Regions from separate parts of the Sus scrofa genome. Here all the other regions are linked to region 4. Evidence: chromatin contacts called from public HiChIP or PLAC-seq and promoter capture Hi-C data. All regions are on one chromosome and are shown on one strand. Each heading gives the region's core, a stretch centred on a gene start, on an enhancer-like site or on the middle of the called end of the contact. The rest is flanking DNA. Distances are from core to core; before and after follow the strand shown. Region 1 has its middle 71 kb from the start of DHRS3. Region 2 overlaps VPS13D (vacuolar protein sorting-associated protein 13D). Region 3 overlaps VPS13D (vacuolar protein sorting-associated protein 13D). Region 4 holds the start of DHRS3 (short-chain dehydrogenase/reductase 3).

Region 1 (2,700 bases), core at 130-2,629, 71 kb before region 4:
TACTAGACATCATGGGCTTTAGATGGGAATTTACACAGCTTGCGTTGTAATTCTTTGGTCCTTTGCCCTTTCTTCCCTTTTTTCCTTCTCCCTCCCTCTCTCTCTATATCACTCTTTCTTTCTCTCTTTTTGCTTTTAAGGGCAATACCCGAGGCATATGGAGGTTCCTAGGCTAGGGGTCGAATGGGAGCTGTAGCTGCCGGCCTATACCACAGCCCCAGCAACTCGGATCTGAGTCGCGTCTGAGACCTACGCCACAGCTCACGGCAATGCCAGATCCTTAACCCATTGATCGAGGCCAGGGATGGAATCTGCCTCCTCATGGATACTAGTCAGGTTCATTACCACTGAGCCACAACGGGAACTCCCAGTTCTTTGCTGTTTCTATTAACACATAGCATGTTTTTCTTTGGCTGCACCCGTGGCGGGCAGAAGTTCCTGGGCTAGGGATTGAACCCACACCACAGTAGCAACCCAACCAACTGACAACACTGGATCCTTAACCACTAGGCACCAGGGAACTCTCATAGCTATAATACCAACCTACCTCCACCGCCCCTGCCAAAACAAGTTTGGCATGTGTTGTACACTCAGCATCTCGGTTCAGATTAGGCACAGTTCAGTAATCACGCTAGCTGGCAGCTGCCCCATGGGCCAGAAGAGGATGATAGCACAATCCAGCGTTGGCCTCACACAGAAATACAGAGAAAATGCTCCCGAAGTGTCCAGACCCTGGGCCCTTGGAAAGCAAGCCTGGGACTTCATGTGAGGAGCGGGTTCACGGCCTCCATCTGTGGTCCAGGCTGAGGAGCTGCCTTCATTCTTCTTGGCCAGCACATCACCGGCTCCCTGTCCTGTCTGAGAGAAACCAGGGGTGGCCCAAGACGGTGACCCTACCTGACTCCTCACCTGGTCATCACCCTTTAGAACAGATCAGGACACTCGCAGGCCCCTCAAGATGGACGTGATACTGGACGTGGGGTTGGGGGGGAGGTGGTTCCAAAGGGCACGGATGCCCTTTCCTGCTCTGGATGCAGCCGAACCAGTGGGACAGTGGTGGGTCCCAGAGTTTGGACAAAGTCTCATGGGAAGGCTTCTCCGTCCCAGACCTGCCCGGGTCCCCAGCCGTGACTGTAAAGCCCCCCACGGAGGTTCAGGCCTCTGAGTTAAGGCCTTGGCACTTGGGGAGTTTCCTGGTGAACAAAGGGCAGCTTGCCTTCAGATGTTCCCCCTCGGTTTGCAGGGTCCTGCATCTGTTTCATTTGGGGGCTCTGTGGGAACACACATCTGGACAAGAACTCTCGAAAGGAGAGCCAGGCTGCCAGGGAAGAACACGAGGCCACGGGCTCCTCGTTGCCAGGGCAGCAGACAGCACCGGGAGAAGGAGGGCGTGGAGGCCAGTAGGCAGCCAGCTCCCAGCCCACAGGGTGCCCAGGCCACCCAGGCAGATGTGACCCGTTGTCTCATCTGGACACCCGGTGTGGGTTGGCCTGGCCCTGCTCCTTCCCCTTTGAGGACTCCCTGTCAGCGTTAGGGAAGGTTAGTTCAAGTATCTCTGACCATAAAATGGTGGGAGCGTCTCCTGGTGCTTCTCGGGTCCGCTGGGGTCAGAAGAGGCCAGAAGGCCTCTGTTTCTCGCTGGTTTGGCCTCTCAGATCCGGGCTTTGTTTCTAAACACCAATGTCAGATTAGGCAACTCTGCAAGCAAAACCAAGGCCCCTGGCCAGCTGCGCAGGGCGCATAAGGTCCCAGGCACAGAGGCCAGAGGTGTGCATGTGGGCACATCCCACATGACACAGGGCGGGGGAAGACAGACCAGCCCAAGGCCTTGGTGGCCGGCCGGATGCAAAGGCCCCCCCCCGGCCCATCTGTTCTGGGGCATCGCAGCCCTGGACTTGGCTGTTACTATCTATCATCTGTCTTTTTATCTACCCAGGGCAATTACATATATATCTATAGACTTTCTTCACTCTTTTTATTTTTCATTTTTAAAAAATTAGCATGCTACTACCTTACCTTTTTTATAACACGTCATGGGTATCATTCATATCGACACAGAGAGTTTCTGCATTTCTTAGAGAGCAACGTGATGGCCGTGGCACAGACACACTGTAATTTATTTAACAATCCCTCACTGATGGTCATTTAGGTTGTTTCCAGTCTACTTGCTGTGACAAACAAAACTACAAAGAATCACCTTGCTCAGACCTGGGGTTTTTTTGGTCGTATAAGTTAAAGTCCAAAAGAGGAATTATGCACAATCATAATTTTAATAAATGTTGCCCAATGACCTTCTTTTTGCAAAAAATTGAAGTGCATTTGACATACAATACGATATTGGTCTCATCTGTACGACACTCATCTGTGGGGATGTGACATTTGTAAACAGGTGGACCTCAGAGATGGTGCAGGTTTGGTTCCAGACCATCACAATCAAGTGACGACTGCAATAAAGCAAGTTACACCAATTTTTTGGTTTCCCAGTGCATATAAAAGTTACATTTCTTCTGTACTGTGGGCTCTTCAGTGTGCAAAAGCATGATGTCTAAAAAGATAATGTAGACCAAAAAAAGAGATCATGCGCATACCTTAATTAAAAAGTACTTTACTGTTGGCGTGCCTGCTGTGGCGCAATGTGTTAAGAACTGACTGCAGGGGCTCAGGTCGCTGCGGAGGTGTGGGTTTGATCCCAGCTCAGCG
Region 2 (2,700 bases), core at 98-2,597, 120 kb before region 4:
TAATCATCAGGACAACTTTTGAATGGCATCCGCTTAGGTGGTCAGTGGCCCTTCTTTCCCGGGAAGATTGAGGATGCATCTGGAGAGAGGTAGTTGCTGGTCCCAACCCCAACTTTAAGTCTGGTACCAGTCTTTAATCGCTCATTCTGTGTGTTGTAAAGAAACAGGTTGTGGAAGGCTCTTGTCAGATGCCAGGAACATGAAAGAAATAGCACACCCCACGGTAGTGACATGTCCCTGTCACCACCCCTCATTGAACCATAAAAGCTATTCAGAGGGGCCGGCAGCTGGTGAGCAACTGTACTTAGATCCTGGGTGCTGATGGGTGTTTTGTAGTTTCCAAGGGAAGTTGCTGAAAGTTTTCTTATCTTGACACTCCAAGGGCAAGAGGTCCTTCTTCAAAGGGAAGCGCTTGCTTCAGAAAGACGTGGAAAGAACATAAAATCACCGGTCTTCCCCAGTTCTGGAGAAGAAACAGGAAGGAGCCCGGCGGTAGCCAGGGCAAAAAGAAAGCAAGCATTCGCAGGGACCAAGAAGGGGCTCCCACAGCACTGCCTGCTTCCCATGTCTGCAATGCGAGGTCAGAGGGCAGGCCCCGGGCTTGAGTCATCTCGCTGCTATTTCTTAGCTATGGCCTGGAGCATGTCCTTCCCCCTGCTGTCTGCGAGGTGAAATTCCTTTGACTCGTGTGAAACAGGAATAATAATGCCCACCTCAATGGGGGGGTTCCACGGATTCGATGACATAATGTGTATAAAGCCCTTGGCATGACATGTGGCGTGTAATCAGGGCCCCCGACATGGCATTTGTGTCGGTGTTCTCTCTGAACATGGGGCGCTGAGCATGAGTGAAGCGGGGATTCTATCTTTACCTCTTACTTTTACCCTTTTCTGTGAAAACTTGCCGACCCCTTGCGGTCGTGCCAGGACGGGGAGTTCATGTGCTTTGTCGGGCTTTTGTCTTTCCCATTCATTCTCTTTCTTCGCTCAAAAATAGCCAGTTAAATTCAGGCCTCCAAACCTGTGCTAGTCACGTGGTTGGGATTCTGGGTGGAGGAACCCACCTGGGCGCTCAGGCTTTGTGGATGAGAACCGCACTGGAAAAGGTGTGTGGAGGCCACGAACTTGCTCTGAACCCGCTTGTGAAGAGCAGGTGATCCCAAACTATTGTTAGTGTCTGCTGTAAATGATATGCCTCTGGGTTCGAGCAGAGTTCAGCCAAAAGCCCCACATGACATGGAAATCTGTCCCGGAGCCAGGCTTGTCGGGTAAAAGTTATGTAGCGAATGCCTGCAAACATTGGCATCTGTTGTCTGCCAGAGGCCGGACAGCCGAGAATGATGGAGCGCTTACGGAAATTCGGATGGGGCATGCGACCCTGTAGCAGCTGACACGCTGTTTCAGGCCACTCTTGCTCATCCAGCTCTTTTGATAAACAGCTTTAAAAGCATTACGTGGTTTGGAAAGCATTCTTCAAAAATGGTTATATTTTCCAGACGCATGACAGTCCACTGTTTAGTATTGTTGAAGGGTTTTGAATTGTGGAATCAGATCCCCCTTCAGTGAGGCTTTTGGAACTGCGGAGGGCTTATCTGTCTGACTCCCGCGAGGACGGTTTCGCAACAGTGTTATCATGTAGGTCCCAGTCCCGGTCCTGGGTCCCTGGGGTCTGCTTTAAAAAAATGCTCTTGGGTTCAGGGTAGAGTTTGAAAGGAAAAATGCCTTTGTTCATTTCTAGCTGGGTGTGATGAGCTCTTTGAAACATTGTTCTCAACATGCACCCTTTATTTCATGGTTTCCGCATAAGGAAATTAGGAGAGAACTTTGGCTATTATAAAGCTTTAAGTCTTCTTGGAAATGAGTTTTCTCTAGGTTGTAAATGTTCATTTTGTAATTCATTTAAAAACTCATCTTCCCATCTGTCCTATTTCCAGAAATTTAGCTCCTTTAGGAAATTCTGGGTGTTGCTGGGTGAGGGAGGCTACCCAGGCTGGGCTGTGCATTTGGAACTTAGACCTACGCTGACCATGTGATAAATAGAAAGTGCTCTAGTGACAGATTTTTAAGATCCTTTAATCGAAGACACTTTTTAGTTTTCAAGACACTTTTATTTACACCATGGGTCTTTTTTATCTTTTCTTTATGTTTGGAGATAGGATTCATGGGGTTTTATTTTTATTCCCAAAGTGCCCTGGTCGAGCTGACAGAGTTGCCCGGCACATCTTTCTGATTTATTGTGTTGAAGGGACAGCAGCTCGCATTCTTTTACTCCGTCCGTGTAGGATCAGTTCCTCTTTGACGCGAGCCTCTGTGATCAAAATAACCTATCTGGATGTTCCCTTTGGGTACTGGATTATCAGCTATGAGACCAGAACCCTGATTACACCTCTGACACTGCTTTGCTTTGTGGCCTCCTGCAGACGGCTTTCCATCCCCCCCTCAGCTCCGTCTTCCCGCCTCAAAGGGAGTGAGGGTCAGCCTGGCCCTGGTCAGTCTGCGTGGCTGAGGTGTAACGCCCTGGAGGAGTGGCACCAGGGGCTCCGCTGGGGCCGGCTGCACCCTCAGTAGGAAGCTGGGCACTGGGACAAAGAAAGCCCAGGCCAGATATATGAAAGCTTGATGTTTTCTAAAAATAAAAAAGCAGTCGGTGAGTCTGAGGCAGCATGTACCTAAACTCTCCCCAGCAGCCATTTGCTGGTCC
Region 3 (2,700 bases), core at 134-2,633, 100 kb before region 4:
GGCTCGGGGCTCCTGCTGCCATGCCCCAGCCTCTTTCGAGAGCTTTAGGGCTGACGGAACAGTAGGACTGTCTTGAGGAAAAGATGCTCTTTGGTCTGTCCTGGATAGATGTTTCCCTGGGCACAGAGAGAAGAACAGGACTCAGCTCCTTGGAAAAGTACACTACCCTCTATCCCCTAGTTCTTAAAACAGTAGTTGTCAGGCTTCTCCGAGAGGGGTTAACAGCAGATCCCCTCACTGCCCTCCCTACTTCCAGCCAGTCGTTGGGGTCTCAAAAGCCAGCAAGGGAGTTCCCATTGTGGCGCAGTGGTTAACGAATCCGACTAGGAACCATGAGGTTGCGGGTTCGGTCCCTGCCCTTGCTCAGTGGGTTAAGGATCTGGCATTGCCGTGAGCTGTGGTGTAGGTTGCAGACGTGGCTTGGATCTGGCGTGGCTGTGGCTCTGGCATAAGGCCAGCAGCTACAGCTCCGATTTCGACCCCTAGCCTGGGAACCTCCATATGCTGCGGGAGCGGCCCAAGAAATGGCAAAAAAAAAAAAAGTCAAAAGCCAGCAGGACCTGAGTCCTGGAGAAGGAATTGAGACTGCACAGCAGGAGTGGGCGACTAGATGATAGCAATAAAATGGGTTTTTTACCCAGTCCCTTAGCACAGATTGCCAAGACTTCTTTTTAGTCTTACTTGAAGAGCACAACAAGTAGTACTGGAGGCATCCTTACTACTGAACTTTTAAAAAAAATCATCCCTGGATTTCTGGGTTTCCAGCTCATGGCAGACGTTACCCAGGCCCGAGACTTGGGAGAGCCTGGCCTGATAGGCCAAGTGCTAACGTGGGTCCAGGAGGGCTCTGAGTCGTCCCAGTTTTGCAGCTAATCCACCCTGTTGCCTGTGGCACGTTTCTGACTGTTTCTGTGCATATTTCTACCCTGAAACGCCCCCAGGCCCCATCTGCCCCTGCAGGTAAGTCTCCACACTGCTGTGAGCACACGACTCTGGCTGCTGATTCCGGGTGTGAGCCTGGCCATCGCTTTTAGATGTGTCTAGAGAGGGTGTTTTGCTTCAGTGGAATCCAGGAACAAATAATGAAAAGTACACCAAGTACAAGGCCTGGGACAGACCAGGCACACTCTTATCAGTCATCTGAAATATGCACAGCCTTTCCAAAACAAATATGGACTCCTGTTTCTAGGAAAACACCAAAAAGTACTTATCCATTACCCTGTATATGGTTTGTGGAAAAAGACAACACCAGCCTACCCTGAAAGCCATAGCAAAGCAGATTCCTTTGGGCAGCCGACAGCTGCGGGCCACAGCTTAGAGCCTCTGCAGCATCCCAGGCTGTGGCCTGGGACCCGTCCAGAGAGCCTTCTTCTCCCTCCCCTGGTTCTGTGCCCCTCATCCTACACCCAGGCAGCTGAGCTCATCCTGGAAGGAGTGGAGACGCTCTGTGTGTGCTTACTAATGCCCAGCATCCTTCCCTCTTCCTCCCGACCCTTTACAAACCCAGAGGTGCCTCTCCCAAAGGCATTCCTAGAAAATAAAGTGTGGCCACCTGCAAGTCCAGTGGTAGGAACAAGGACAAGAGCCACCGTTGGTGGGCAGCCCACCTCTGTCAGCACGGGCTGGATGGGCAAGATTTTATTTGATCTTCACAGCACTCCTGTGAGGCAGGTGTCATCACCCTGTTTACAGAGAAAACTGGAACTGAGGGTTGAAGACGCTAACTGACGTGTCCATGGTCACGGCTGGAAAATGGCAAAGGCCAGATTCCCCGTTCACAGCCGGAGTCCTTGATCACTTTCTTACCGTGTGCTTTAAATCCGGTCACCAGCTTTAGAGTATGTCCTGTGTCAGGTGTGCTTTCGTCTCAGACGAGGAGGGACGGGAAAAGGCTTTAACGCTAAGCCCTCACCTCTTTGCTTTTTGTCCCTCTCCTCACCTAGGACTCAAGCCCAGAGGGTCCGGAAGCCGCGCTGCTGCACCGGGCCCCAGGGCCTGCTGCCCCGCTACTCCGAGAGCCAGGCAGAAGGCCAGGAGCAGCTCTTCAAACTCACAGACAACATACAAGACGAATTGTAAGTCGGAGCCACAGGAAACCAGGGCCTTGGGTTCTCCAAGTTGTATTTGCTGTCTTTGAGTCTGAGAAGTTTCTCTCTGATCCAGGTATCATCATGACTTTCAGACCTTGGAAATGGGCCCAGATTCCTCAGCCCAATTGTTTTATGGATTTAGATGGAACAGTGATTCTCAAACTGAGCTCCATAGCAGGACCTTAATGTTGGCAGTCTCCTAATTAGTTCAAAGAGAGAAGAGAAAAAGTTCTCACTCTCTAAAGGGTTTTTGCCCTGTAAAATTTTCCTGAACTCTGGTGTTCTGTTGTTTGCTGGTAAAACAAAACAGGTAAACAAATAACAAACAACCGGTTCCTGAGAATTTTGGAAATGCAGTTTCCTTAAGTTTGTTTTGTTACTCTTTGAATGTGGAGGCTTAGATACTTGGGATCTTGTTGTATTTTCAATTAGTGAAGTTTTTCCTAGTTGATGTGGTAGAATTCACTATATCACTATTTTAGGATAGCCTACAGAGACCCTTTTAGCATAAAATGCTCTGTAATCTAAATAGATGTTAGAACCACTAGGCCAGAGAAGGCAATTCATTATGCCTGATAAAGAGCAAGGTGCTAGTGTAATTTCTTTTACT
Region 4 (2,700 bases), core at 9-2,508:
GCGGTGCCCCGGTACCTTTCTGGCGCCGCGTTCTGCGAACTCCCTAGCGAGCTGGCGCCCGATGCCTCTCCCGCCGCCGGTGATGAGGACGTTTTCCCGCGACAGGTCCCGCAGCTTGGCGGGCAGCACCAGTCCGATGGCAGCTTTCACCACCAGATAGATCATCTGCAGAGGGAACACTACCAACGCTCCCAGCCATTTCCACACCATCCTCCGCGCCGCGGAGCCGGGCAGGGGTGGGGGGGCGAAACTCCCCGGACCGAACAAAATAGGACTTAAAAAAGAAAATACCCCCCCAACAATAATAAATAAACCAAATAAGGGGGAAGAGAGGCGTCCCACCTGGCCACTCTAGAAATCACCTCTTCCCAAATGCAAAGCAAGCATCGGGTGGGAAAAGGGGAAAAAAAAAAAAAAAAGAGAGAGAGAGAGAGAGAAAGAGATAAATCCTCGGGAGGAGAAAAAGCGTCTCAGAAGGTTGGGACAGTAAGAGAGGTGGAGGGGAAGCCGGAGGTGGAAAGTTCTAACAAGAACTTTCTTGCCCCAGCAGCCGTTTCGGCTGGGGAATTCTCAGGTAATGTTTACAGGCTGACAGAGGAGTTTAGGCAGGGAAGGAAAAAAAAAAAAAAAAAAAAAAAAAAAAGCACCAACCACACGCGCGCACCCTGCTACAGTCCCGCGGTTTCAAAGTGCAAGACTAAAAAAAAAAAAAGAGCTGTTTCCAAATTGCAGCGCCCCCCACCCCTTCTTCAGGGGAAAAAACAGTGTGTGTGCTGGGGGGCGGGGGGGGGGAAGTGCTTGTAGCTCCCAATTTCAGTCCGCAAAAGTCTCCCGTCTCATTGCTATTCTTGGGCTCAGGAAATTGCTTAAAAGCGATCTGATTGCCAGCAACGTGCAGGAGAAGTGGGGGGTCCGGGTGTCAGTTTCTTTACGTGCATGGCTCGCCCTCGCGCGCGCTCGCTCTCTCCGGCTCCCTCCCTCCCTCTCTCTTCCAGCGGAGCCTGGGAGTTGCCGCTCGATCCGGCTCCCTCTCTCTCCCTTGTAAGCATTTATTGCCTTCTTTTTGTCCTTTCCAACTTGGAGAGGGCCCGGGTGCGGAGCGCGCGTGGATCGGACTCCCTCTTCTCCGGCGCCTTATCCATTCGCTCCCGGGGCAGCCGCGGAGAGGAGCAAGAGGGCGCCCCCCCCCCATTTTTTTAAATACTCCATTAAGTCTGATTGACAGTTAAAGTTGTTCAGAGGCTTCACTACCGTTCCTGTGAGTGGCTGCCGCGGGCTCCCCTCCCCCTACGCAGTCTCGGGGCGCGCGCGCGGGCGCGCACTCGGGCTCGCTCCGACTCGCGCTCTCCCCCGGCCGGCTCCCCGTCTCTGCAGGCCAGGGCTTGCCGGCAGTGTCCCTGAGGGCTCGCCGCCGCAACTCACACGCCGGAACCGACTCCTGCGAGCCGGCTCCCTCCTTGAGACATTCCTCCCTGCCTGGGATGCGATCTCCCCGAACAGAGGCGCCCGCAGGCCAGGTGACCCCCTCTGCGTGCTGGGCAGGCCCAGAGGAGCTCGCGCTCGCCTCAAGCCATCAGGTCGCCCAGGGTTTATTTCAGATCCTTTGGCCATCCCCTGCTTCCAGGTAGGACCAGGAAGCCACTTCCGACCTTTGCCCAGAGGCCTCCTGTCTTAACTTTAGAGTGCACTTTCTAAACATGCCCCGAGTTGTTCAAGTAGCTGGGGTGGGGGGGAGCAGCTGGGGAGTAGGGTTTTGCTTTGAGGGGCAGGGGGTGGGCAGGGTAAAGGAACCTCTGCCCCCAAGGTGCCAATAAAATCCCTGAAAGATTAGCTGGGAGCGTATTTATTGCTCATCTGGGCTAGAATTACCTTGACTGACAGCAATTTCCTTAATAACAAAGGCCTGTAAACAAAATGTGCTAAACCAGTGCCCCCTGTGCTGTGCAGGCAGAAACTCCTCTCTTTGGGGCACCCACCTTGGCACCTCCTGTTTTCCCCCCAAACAAGAAGGTCTCCCCTGTTGGGGCTGGGCCCGCTGGGGTGTGTGTGTGTGTTGGGGGGACCTGACTCTATTTAGAGTTGTCTGTTGCAGGAAGTCTGGGAGGTGAGTCACTAAAAAGCAGTCCCAGCTAAAAGTGCTGATGGGACTTGCCTCCTGCTGCCCCTGATGTCCCAGGCCAGGAGGAGAGAGGGTGGGCCAGGCAGGTGCCCTGTAATCTGGGGCAGCCCTTCTCCAGCAAGAGGCTTGTTCAGACGCGGAGTGCTGGGCCTCACCGTGCCCCAGACGTTCTGATTCAGCAGTGCTGGGTGTGCTGGAATCAGTGCTCTGCCTGCACGATCTGCTGAGCATCTGGTGAGAAAGGCGTATTTGGGGGAGGGGGTGGCTGGGGTTTACCTCCTCCCTGGGCTGCAAAGACCCTTTAGTTCGCAGGCCTGGTGTGAGGGGGGGTGTTCTACAGGCCGGCTCATCCTTCCAGGTGAATTGGGAAAATCGTTATCTGGACCACTGGAAGAGCTAGAAGGGTTTGGGAGAGGGGCTGGATGAGAAACTGAGGGCTTAGATTCTGAAATTTAATCTTCCCACTGACCTGAAAGGGGTATCATTAACCCCATCTGCCAGGTAGTGTGGGAGGGAGGGATCCAAGTCCAGACCGGATTCCTCTTCCCACCCCACCCCACCCGGGACCCTCCTGCCTCCCT

What was found. Promoter capture Hi-C pulls out the DNA fragments that hold promoters and counts their contacts. HiChIP or PLAC-seq counts read pairs in DNA pulled down with a chosen protein or histone mark.
Region 1: a contact with region 4 is called in a promoter capture Hi-C map of liver, with 5 times the contacts expected there. The contact joins the enhancer-like site here to the promoter of DHRS3 in region 4. A contact is called at or near these places in 1 of 5 promoter capture datasets (liver), 8 of 47 Hi-C or Micro-C datasets (embryonic fibroblasts, liver, mesenteric adipose tissue and 2 more) and 2 of 2 datasets of contacts at active chromatin or transcription factors (alveolar macrophages and skeletal muscle).
Region 2: an H3K27ac HiChIP or PLAC-seq map of skeletal muscle shows a contact between it and region 4. The contact joins the enhancer-like site here to the promoter of DHRS3 in region 4. A contact is called at or near these places in 5 of 5 promoter capture datasets (fetal liver, fetal skeletal muscle, liver and 1 more), 22 of 47 Hi-C or Micro-C datasets (alveolar macrophages, embryonic fibroblasts, epiblast stem cells and 11 more) and 2 of 2 datasets of contacts at active chromatin or transcription factors (alveolar macrophages and skeletal muscle).
Region 3: a promoter capture Hi-C map of liver shows a contact between it and region 4, with 6 times the contacts expected there. The contact joins the enhancer-like site here to the promoter of DHRS3 in region 4. A contact is called at or near these places in 5 of 5 promoter capture datasets (fetal liver, fetal skeletal muscle, liver and 1 more), 8 of 47 Hi-C or Micro-C datasets (alveolar macrophages, fibroblasts, liver and 1 more) and 2 of 2 datasets of contacts at active chromatin or transcription factors (alveolar macrophages and skeletal muscle).

The regions. Positions count from the first base shown.
Region 1 is chr6:72,526,487-72,529,186 of Sscrofa11.1, forward strand. No RefSeq gene overlaps it. Among named protein-coding and RNA genes, the nearest start is that of DHRS3, 71 kb to the right of the region's middle. Within about 2 kb of position 1,380, at least 4 of the 83 cell types and tissues checked have an H3K27ac peak or open chromatin away from gene starts, as enhancers often do. A contact at or near this core is called in liver, where this site is marked.
Region 2 is chr6:72,473,849-72,476,548 of Sscrofa11.1, forward strand. The region is part of intron 66 of VPS13D (vacuolar protein sorting-associated protein 13D); the gene reads left to right. Among named protein-coding and RNA genes, the nearest start is that of DHRS3, 120 kb to the right of the region's middle. Within about 2 kb of position 1,348, at least 26 of the 83 cell types and tissues checked have an H3K27ac peak or open chromatin away from gene starts, as enhancers often do. A contact at or near this core is called in fetal liver, fetal skeletal muscle, liver and 3 more, where this site is marked.
Region 3 is chr6:72,495,523-72,498,222 of Sscrofa11.1, forward strand. VPS13D (vacuolar protein sorting-associated protein 13D) reads left to right here. Exons shown (of 69, transcript XR_002344909.1): 67 at 1,944-2,075. Among named protein-coding and RNA genes, the nearest start is that of DHRS3, 100 kb to the right of the region's middle. Within about 2 kb of position 1,384, at least 15 of the 83 cell types and tissues checked have an H3K27ac peak or open chromatin away from gene starts, as enhancers often do. A contact at or near this core is called in fetal liver and liver, where this site is marked.
Region 4 is chr6:72,597,975-72,600,674 of Sscrofa11.1, forward strand. It overlaps DHRS3 (short-chain dehydrogenase/reductase 3), which reads right to left and starts at 1,259. Exons shown (of 6, transcript XM_021095382.1): 1 at 16-1,259. The coding sequence starts at 210.